Regions from separate parts of the Oncorhynchus kisutch genome. Here region 1 is linked to region 2. A link is a contact called in public Hi-C data. All regions are on one chromosome and are shown on one strand. The core of a region is the stretch at or near the end of the contact, and the rest is flanking DNA. Distances in the headings are between cores, read along the strand shown.

What was found. A called contact is a pair of places that touch in the nucleus more often than the background predicts.
Region 1: a Hi-C map of liver shows a contact between it and region 2, with 7 times the contacts expected there. The contact joins the promoter of jagn1a here to the promoter of LOC109869928 in region 2. A contact is called at or near these places in 2 of 2 Hi-C or Micro-C datasets (liver and muscle).

The regions. Positions count from the first base shown.
Region 1 is chrLG2:65,154,870-65,159,877 of Okis_V2, forward strand. jagn1a (jagunal homolog 1a) reads right to left here and starts at 2,897. Exons shown (of 3, transcript XM_020499856.2): 1 at 2,526-2,897; 2 at 1,779-1,876; 3 at 59-1,586. The coding sequence starts at 1,867. The coding sequence ends at 1,124. LOC109903226 (collagen alpha-1(VIII) chain-like) reads right to left here. Exons shown (of 3, transcript XM_031800044.1): 3 at 3,550-5,008.
Region 2 is chrLG2:64,910,188-64,915,753 of Okis_V2, forward strand. It overlaps LOC109869928 (sentrin-specific protease 7), which reads left to right and starts at 2,533. Exons shown (of 22, transcript XR_004204599.1): 1 at 2,533-2,733; 2 at 4,407-4,564; 3 at 4,687-4,758; 4 at 4,983-5,098.

The sequences.
Region 1 (5,008 bases), core at 1,647-4,146, 250 kb after region 2:
CACATCACAAGGTTTGTAACAATCAAGACAACTAAAGACACAATCAAGACAACAAGGATTTAATTTCCCTTTTTATTGGTGGTAAAAACATAATCATAAAAAGTGAGGGAGCAAAGGGTCAAGCATACAGAACATTTAAGAGATATATGAATGATGAGCACCAGGGTTGGGGTCAATTCCATTTCAAATCCAGTCAATTCAGGAAGTACACTGAAATTCCAATTCTCTTCAATGCTTATCAATGATCATTTGGAATTTATATTTGGTTTACTATATGAATTGACTGGTATTGACAAAAACCCAGATGAGCACTACAGTTTGGGCACATTACAGGGACAAATCAAGACCCCTTGATAGCTGTCAAGACACAGACTAACCTGTCAGGCCAACTTAGCGCAGTGATGCATTTTTTTGCCTTTGAAACACAGCATCCCATGTCTCTCAGTCTCAAGCTTTACACAGTACTTGTGCGCATGCCTTACAGGGCTTTCAATATTGACAGACTAGTCGCCGGATGTCAATTTACTGAAACCGTGACAACAAACTAGTCCAGCCCTCATTCCTCCACTGTTAAGACAAAGAGTCAGTAGAGATCCTCCGTCATGCTGCAGTCTCACACAAGGGCTTGGTTCATACGTCTAAATGCTTCACAACAGCTGTAAATATTGTGGTCTCAGAAGGAGTCTCTATCGTTTATTCTCTGAGGCCAGATAAACAAAGTAGAGAATTGCTTTTATTTTCATTTATTTTATTTAACTAGGCAAGTCGGTTAAGAACAAATTCTTATTTACAATGACGGCCTACCCCAGCCAAACCCTAACGATGCTGGGTCTGTAGTGACACCTCTAGCACTGAGATGCAGTGCCTTAGACCGCTGCGCTACTAATTGTTTGTGTATTTGAGAGAAAATGTATACACCTGAGTGTCTTTGAAATGGAGAGAGAGAGTATGCATGTTTTGGCGAGAAAACGTGTGTTGGATAGACCATCTGGAAAGACATAATAGCCAGTGATTGCATGAGGTAATAAATAAATAACAGAATATACTAATATATGCATCCTAAAGACAGAGAGAAAAACACAAACAGTTTTCCCCTAGCCTCAAAACCCACAAAACATCCTCATCACTTCTTCTTCTTCTCCTGTGTGGAGTCAAACCAGGCGTCCAGCAGCTTCTTGCTGTAGTAGATCTGCCAGGCGTGCACCTGCACCGCCGCCACCATCACCAGGTACATGACGGTGACCGCCGCCCAGCCAAATATGAAGCGGTAAGCCTTGCCGTGGCGGTACAGCTGCTGGGCCTCGCCGAGCATCTCCATGGAGCCGTAGAAGAGTGGAGCGATGGAGAACAGGCCTGAGCTGATCATGGAGATCACCAGGTAGCTGATGTTGTTCTTGGGCAGCGACAGGCTACCGGTGACCAGTGGAAAGAGACTGATCAGGTAGGGGTACTCCCATCTGTAGGGCTCAGCCACTGTATCGCTTGGCACCAGGTCAAGTTTGCTGACGATCACCTGGGCCGCCACCAGGAGCCAGAGCAGTAGGTGGACAAAGTTGAGTTTCCGGATCTCAGACTTTAGCGAGGCGCTGGAGACACAGGGAAAAGGGGGAGAGGGAGTTGAGACAGTATGGTTAATGGATAACTATAAACAATATGGTAATAGACAGGCAGGCACACTCAGACAGACAGAAAGGCAAGCGCAGACAGACAGACAGGCAGACAAGCAAGCGCAGAGACAGACACAGGCATACAGCCAGCCAGCAGACATGACTGATTACCTCATCTGGTAGTGTGAGGCCACCTTCTCTCTGTGTTTGAAGTCACTCCCATCAGTACCTGCAGCTCGAGGGCCCACACGAGACGTCATGGTAACAACCTGCTTTCCCAAAAACCATACAACAATAATTTGTCTTATTTGACTTGTTGTACATTTTATAATTTATTTTGCCCACATCTGATTCATCAATAATGAGCATATGCGTTCTTTACATGCATTTAATCCATGACAATGACAAAGAGTTGATCCATGCAGACAGACACACTGAGATGTGATGATCAGTCTTCTATTTCTACACTTAAACAATTGAATATTAGAAGCTCGTCTATTATTTAAGTTGTTTTATCAACCGTAATATAACATCAATAGATATGAATAGTAGCTAGTTGCATATTTCTCTGCCTCTGGCAACTGGGAAAGCTTTGCTAACGTTCGCTATTTAACGTTAGCTAGCATAACTTTCACAAGCAGTTGGTCAGGTTAGCTAGCTATGTTAAGCGGATTCATTCATTGTCCTCTTGGAAAGGAGGTTACCGAGAGCACACTCTCGCTGAATAAATGTCTTTGTATGCAAACGTTTCACCTATTTATCGATTCATCCATGTGTCATCCATATTTCACCTGCTAATAAATTGTAATGCTAACGTACGTTAGCAATCGCTAACTGGCTAGCGTACTAAAAATTGCCTTGAATGCAGTAATTCACCGTACAGTAGTTTAAAAATAACAATTAATTGAGGATTCTTACCGTTTGTTACTGAGATGCTGAATGAACGTAGTTAGCGAGCTACTACAGTACCTAATATGCCTAAATGCCAAGATGAATAGAAGCTGGGTGAATAGATAGAAGCCGGCTGAATAGAGGACAAGACACATGCGTTGTGCGCACTGCGCACGCGCATCACATCAGTCGCAGCATCCCTTTTTCTCTCAACATCCTCCGTGAGCCTTTCGAGACTGGTCCATTGCCTATTTTTTTGTCTGCTTCGTTTTCCATCACGGAAACATAATTGTTGGTAAGACACCAGACGCGTTTCCTTTTGTGTTTTGCGGAAAAAAGAAAGCACCTCTTAAAACGACGAAATACAATAACACATTTGATTAAAATGAACATTACGTTTTGCCACACCCTCAAGTGGTACTCAATAGATGTGCCAAAAAATGTGTGATAGAAGAAGCTATAGGATGAATCCTATTTACCTTATTCATCTTTGTCTTGAGCATATGATACCATTTAATAACCATGGGCGAGTCAACTTAGAGTATCTGTCTGTCTCTGGCAGCACAGAATGCTCATCTCTTCTCAATATGGCATATCAGTGAAGAGCAATATGACCAAGACAGAGCCAGAGGATATTTACTGGCCATCCGGGGCAAGTAAAATTACTTTATTGAATTTTGAGTGGTGAACTGGACTAATCTGATATGCACATATCAGTGTCACACAATAAAATTATACATGTTTTGATATATGTTAAAATAAGAATAACGCATGACCTTTTAGTTAAATCATCTTTATTTAAAAAACAACATCTACAGTATAACAGTAAAAACATAAAAACTCAAGGTTTTGTTTGGTTATACTGTGTTTAGCTTGAAAATAAAAGAGAGCCGCACACTCTAGGAGCTCAGATGCAAAAATGTAATTACCAACGTTTCGACAGCCAAGCTGTCTTCATCAGGGTATAATCCTTGGCTGTTGAAACGTTGGTAATTACATTTTTGCATCTGAGCTCCTAGAGTGTGCGGCTCTCTTTTATTTTCAAGTTTTCTACTCCGCTAGCCAGCACCTCTAGCCAGCACCTCTAGCCAGCACCTCTAGCCAGCACCTCGCCTTAATAGGTGTGCCTTTCTTTTTCTTCTAGATTATACTGTGTTTAGCACCATGGACTGAAATAAAGATAGAAAACAGAATTGATACCTGGAGTCAGGGGAGGGGTAGAAGGGTAGGGATGGGTAGAAAGGAAGGGTAGACTAGAGGGGTGAGGTATAGGGATATATAGGTGGGTGAGAGGTGAGGGAGGGGGCATGCAGCAAGGCATTTTCACCCTTCCCCCTCTCTCTTTTGACATTCTATTCTTTGTCTATATTCGTTGTCTATAATTCTCCTCACTATCTTGTAACCACAAACACCTCCTCCTGGTTTATTTTGGGCATTATTCTCGCTAATTGACATCAAAGTATTTATTAACCTTCAATCTTAACCTCCACATACAGTACCTTTAACCCAATGACTTAAATTCTGTCTTGCTGAACCCAGAGGGAATAGGCCTACACACCATTTTCCCCAGAGTAATTCATTCATTCAATTCTCTTTTTCAAAAGTTATTCACAATTGATTATCAATTCCTATCCTACTTCCATAACCGTATAGGCCATCTAAATGAGTGTCTATCTGTTGGTCAAACTTGTTTCATACCTCTGTCAGTATAGTGCTCCTGCTTCATTCAGCTGACAACAGACACATACAGCAAGAAGGGGCTTTGTAATGAGAGCAGTGGTTTTCATTTTTGTGGGCTAGTCAGTGTCTGTTGGAGCATTACTCTTTACGTGCCACAAGAGGCATCACTTTGAACCAATACACCCATAATGCATTATATTCCCATCCATTTCATGCAACAAAATCACCCCTATAAACATCACAGATGATGCTTGTCTGCAAAAGTAACAACAAAAAATAATCACACAAATCAAACAAAAACAAAACAACAAAGTTATGTAACAAACTAAAATGTCACAAATGATAGCACCACTTTATGTGAATCTTGAACTGTCTCTATTGGTTTTCAATTGCCATTTTATAAGTACCGTAATACAAAAGTTCAGGTGCCAATATAGCTATTCAATTTATTTTCTTTAGTTTTCTTTTTAAAGTTATCCAATTTACATTCTTTGCCACAGTTTTGTTTATGGCAGCTGCCAGTTTGAATAGGAACATGTAGGGTCTGGGGAAAACACAATACTAAATATATACCTCAGATATCCCATTCTTTCTTCTACAGTCTCCACATCAGTCTGTGCTGTACTACAAATCAAACCAATATATATCACCACATTTTACAATTAATGAACCCAGTTGCTGTAATGGAATATTTTAATGCAGTGTTGTTGTGACAACTTCTAAGACCAGTAGATAGATACAGCAATCTTTGTACCCCAACATCAATTGTTATTAAAAACTGCATATATGTACCCTCACACAAGCACACTCCTCTCTCAGAATTTCCCTGG
Region 2 (5,566 bases), core at 1,283-3,782:
ATAGTGAAAAATTACTTTTAGGCACACCCAGTGTGCAAAAACAGTGGAATTACCATATCTGGACACGTTGGAGAGGTTGAAAGGACACTTGAATGTACCCTGGATATCCCATAACACCACCACAATGTTTGAGTGAGGTTGATATGGTAGAAATTGTGTTTTTATACTGAATAAATAGCATTTAGGGATTGCAAATATGTAATAGCACTGGAATTATCTAATTTACAGACATATGCCACTTTGGAGAGGTTTAGGGACACTTGGAAACGTCCCGAGACCACACCTGACACCACTTACTAAAACATCTGCCCATTTCTAGTTTAATTTCCTCATAATCTCCCAGATGTCTTCTTTCCAAATATACCATGTTTTTTCATGTCAGAATCATGTAATTACACATGAATAGTAGTTACTTTTGGTCATTTTTACCATTACATTTGAATATGCTCTGCCCATGTAATTTGAGTGTCAAACCAGAACCCCAGGAACCTAAACCCTCTCACCCTCTCCAGATTCCTTCCATACAACCTCCCCAACCTTCCTTCTAGAAAAAAACACAGTCTGTGTTTTCTCAAGTGAAAACTTGACACCCCACCTGAGGGACCACTGCTTAACTTCACTAATCGCTTCTTGAACTCTTCTAGCTCTATGGGTAATATTTCTCTCTCTCTTCCACAGATCCCATCATCTGCAAACAATGATCTCCAAATATCAGGTCTCACCTGGGAGAATACATCATCAATCATAATGGAGAACAAAAAAGGACTAATGACACTTCCCTGGGGGGTACCATTATCTACCTCATAGCTTTCTGACATAGAGATCCCCACCCTCACTTTTATTGATTGCCCAAAAAGAAAATCCTTTATCCAGTTAAAAACACTTCCTACAACCCCCATGTTATCCAGCTTGATAAGTAGACTTTCCTTCCACATCATATCATAAGCCTTCTCTACATCAAAGAAAACGGCTCCCACCACCTCCTTATTTGCCTGTGTCTTCCGTATGACTGACTCAAGGCACAGTACAGGATCTATCGTTCCCCTGCCTTTCCTGGACCCACTTTGATCTGGTGACATTAGTCCTCTACTCTCTAGACAGTAAGTCAGCCTTTCCATAATCATCCTCTCTATAGTTCACATACATGAGTCGTCAACGCTATCGGCCAATCGCTTTAAGGACTAGTAGTGTCTTCCCAGGTCTCCATATTGACACCACTACCGCCTGCTTCTAACTTCCGGGCAGTTTCCCTCCCTGCCACACCTTATTGTAAAGGCCCAATACTTTCCCCATTGCAGTGTCACTGAGATGAGCCATCATGATGTAACACATCCCATCCTTCCCAGGAGATGTTACCCCAACTTTAGCTAATGCTCTCTTCATCTCAGCCAATGTAAAAGGGGCATTCAATGCATCCACCACCATCTCTCTCTGATCCAGGAGAGAGATGGTTCTTCTCGGACATCCTCTTTCCCACGTTGCCCCTCTTCTGTCAGATTTTTTGAGCTGTGCACCTTCACAAATGCCTGGGCTGACATCTCTGCCTTCTCATTATCTCTCACTGCAATCTCCCCACTTTTCAGCCCAGGGAGATCCAAATCTCATCTGACCCCACTCATCCTCTTAATCATCCCCCATACCGCTCCCACAGGAGTGGTCCTGCCTATTTTTCCACAGAACCGGCGCAAATACATCCTCTTAATCATCACCCATACCTCTCCCACAGGAGTGGTTCTACCTATGTTCCCACAGAACCGGCGCCAACACTCCCTCTTAGCTGTCCTAATGATCCCCCTTACTACTGCTTGTGCTTGTTTATACTGAATCAGGCGCTGGTAATTATGGCACCTTTTCAACATTCTGAAAGCAATGTTCCTACAGTTCAATGCTTCTCTACACTCATCAGTCCACCAAGGAGCCGAGTTACTCTTTCTCCCCCTTGTACCCATAGGAATCACCTGCCTTCATCTGAATTGAGATCAACCTGAGATGGCTCCTGTTCACTCAACTCCTCATCATCACTACTCTCCTCTGACAAGTCCTGCGAAGGCTCCACAGTCTTGGATTAATTTCCAAATAGGCTTTCTCCAACGACCCATGGCAGAGTTTAAGCACAGATAGAACAATGAGACCGATATTTGGTTGGCGTTTCCACTTACTACCAAATATGATGGTGAGAGGAAGCACAGTGGTCGGCAGTGGGGCAAGATAGATTTTGGCCGACATTCGGCAAATTTTGTAATCGATTAATCATTTGATCTCAGTACAGTTTTCTGTTTCCAAAACTAGAATATGTTACCAACAGAGTGGACTACGTTTTTTAGACTTTACCCTTTGCCAATTTTTTTAAAGATTGCGTTGTTTGGAAGGACTGCAAGGGTAAATTGAGTTATTGCACATGCGTACTTCACAGAGTAGGCGTTTCCCAACGGAAATATGCAAATATATGCTAGAACGCACCAATAGGCTCTCGCTATCTCGTGCTTGGCTCTGCCCACCTTGCTTATTCTGCCCACTCTGAATTAATTTTCTCCCATTGGAAATGACAGGCTGTGGTCTATCTTGGGTTAGTTATAAAAAATCTTTGGTTTAAGTGCCTTCAAAAATATGCCATTATTATTCATCTCTATAGGCACTAAAGCGGCCAGATCGTACACTTCCGGAAACACCAGGATGTTCTTCTGTCCAGGAAAAGCGTGAAAATATCTACAACCTGTGCGAACAACGCAACGTGTAGGTATTTAGGATTTTATAGGCGTTCCAGTTAATCAGCGAGATGATTTGGAGTGTACGGTAGCTGTTTACATTGCCCTTATCCTCGCTCTTTGGTCACGTTTGTGTATGTTGCACTAACTCGCTGTATTATTGAGTAAGTATGAGAATCGGGAACAAAAGTTGATGTCTGCTAGTGAGCTAGCTAAATTAGCTAGCTAGGCAGGTTTTGCCAGGTTTTATTAGGTAGCGTGTCTGTGCATAGCTGGATAATATTGTAGAATGTCAAAGGGCACACACGAAGAGAAGCATTGCATGAGCAGTATTTCACTTCAGTGAAATGCAAATGATTAGCGACCTGAGGGCTAGCTAGAAATTGGTAGTAGCACAGCATGCAAATTCAGAAAATAAATGTGCACCAGCACCACCCGTGACAAGATGCTGCCATTCATGTGTCGCTATTACAAGCTTATAAACAATGGTTTTATTTTTTCCTGGCAAAAGCATTAAGTTCAAAGTACAGAATAAAATAATAGCTCTTGCATGTACCTAATGATGTTACAGTCACCAATGTACACTATATCTACAAAGTATGTGGACACCCCTTCAAATTAGTGGATTCCGCTATTTCAGCCACTCAGGTTGCTGACAGGCGTATAAAATCGAGCACGCAGCTATGGAATCTCCATAGACAAACATTGGCAATAGAATGGCCTTTCAACGTGGCACGTCATAGGATGCCACCTTTCCAACAAGTCAGTTTGTCAAATTTCTGCCCTGCTAAAGCTGCCTCGGCCAACTGTAAGTTGTCCTAGGTTGCAACACTCCCTACCGAGTTCCAAACTGCCTCAGGAAGCAAAGTCAGCACAATAACTGTTAGACGGGAGCTTCATGAAATGGGTTTCCATGGCCGAGCAGCCTCACACAAGCCTAAGATCACCATGCACAATACCAAGCATCTGCTGAAGTGGTGTAAAGTTTGTAGCCATTGGACTCCGGTACAGTGGAAACGCTACAGACTTCACCATTTGGCAGTCCAACAGACAGATCTGGGTTTGGCGGATGCCAGGAGAACGCTACCTGCACCAATGCATAATGCTAGTTTTGTGGAGGAGGAATAATGGTCTGGGGCTATTTTTCATGGTTCGGGCTAGGCCCCTTAGTTCCATTGAAGGGAAATATTAACGCTACAGCATACAATGACATTCTAGACGATTTTGTGCTTCCAACTTTGTGGCAACAGTTTGGAGAAGGCCCTTTCCTGTTTCAGCATGACAGTGCACAAAGCGAGGTCCATACAGAATTGGTTTGGCGAGAACTTGACTAGCCTGCATGGAGCCCTGACCTCAACCCCATCGAACACCTTTGGGGTGAATTGGAACGCCGTCTGCGAGCCAGACCTAATCGCCCAAAATCAGTGCCGACCTCACCAATGCTCTTGTGGCTGAATGGAATCAAGTCCCCACAGCGTTGTTCCAACGTCTAGTGGAAAGTCTTCCCAGAAGAGTGGAGGCTGTTATAGCAGCAAAGGGGGGGATCAACTCCATATTAATGCTAATGATTTTGTAATGAGATGTTCAGCTAGCAGGTGTCCACATACTTTTGATCATGTAGTGTATGTGTGATTGTGCGCTTGTAAACTGACAGGTACGAAAGTGAATGTATACTGTACATATCATGTGTGTCTGCTGCAGAGCTTGTTGGCTGCGTCACCATCGCTGCCTGGATTGGTCACAGGAGGCCCTGGAGAAGGAGTGGCCTGAGGTCAAGCCCTAAAGCACCTATGGTCATGATGGACCATAAGAGAGCACTCACCATTTCACTGGCCGTTGACAAGGTGGATAACTCTCAAGTATGTCTGGCCTGCCTGGCTATATTAGTCCATTGGGATTCCTAGTCTTTTTCTCAGCCACTATGCAATTACTATAATCAACAACAGTGAGCATTTTAACAGTACCCCATTCTGCTTTTAAGATGGGAAGTCCACTAAAAATTCCCAAGATCCTTCTTTCTTCAGAGTTGAGATGTGGGAATGAAGAGTCACAGGTAAATGTTATTCTCTACAGGTCACCTTTCTCTTTCTTTTCATTTTTTTAATTTTTTTACCCCTGTGGCCTCCCTACGAAGTGTACAACACACGCATCCACTCAAATATTAAAATGATAGAAAAGTAATTAAATGACAGATTGCGTATTTAACCTTGTTCCCTGAGGTTTTGTTATTGTGATCTGGGTAGTGGGTCAGTACCTCTACCTCCATTTCTCCAACAGATTCACTGGACCCAGATTGCTGGAAACGGAATCAAACTCCAAAAGTCTTGTCAGCAGAATGGATCCATCTCTTTGGATCACGGCCAAGCGGCTTTAGCCCAAGCGGCAATGAACTGGTGAGGAGCAGTATTTATGGAGCCACAGGTGGAGTTATGTTAGGAAGCAAACCTAATTAGTCTGGTTAGGTTAGACTTGTTGACGGTTCATAGATGATCTTGCTCCATAACACGGTCAGTTATTAAAGCTGCAATATGTCACTCTTTGGGCGACCTGACCAAATTCACATAGAAATATGTTATAGATCTGTCTTTCTCATTGAAATGAACTCTAAGAAGCAGTAGATTTCTTCTTTGTACGCCATTTCTATGCTTCCTGTTCTGAAGTTTAGTTTTTGCGTCTTACTTTTGGTTTTGTACACCAGCTTCAAACAGCTGAAAATACAATATTTTTGGTTCTGGAAAATATATTTCACAGCGGTTTAGATTGTACAATAATTTTCTACACCATACTTGCTTGTTTTGTCACAAACTGAAATTAGAATTTTAGCAACCAGGAAATGGCGGGGCGATTTCTGCATAGTATAT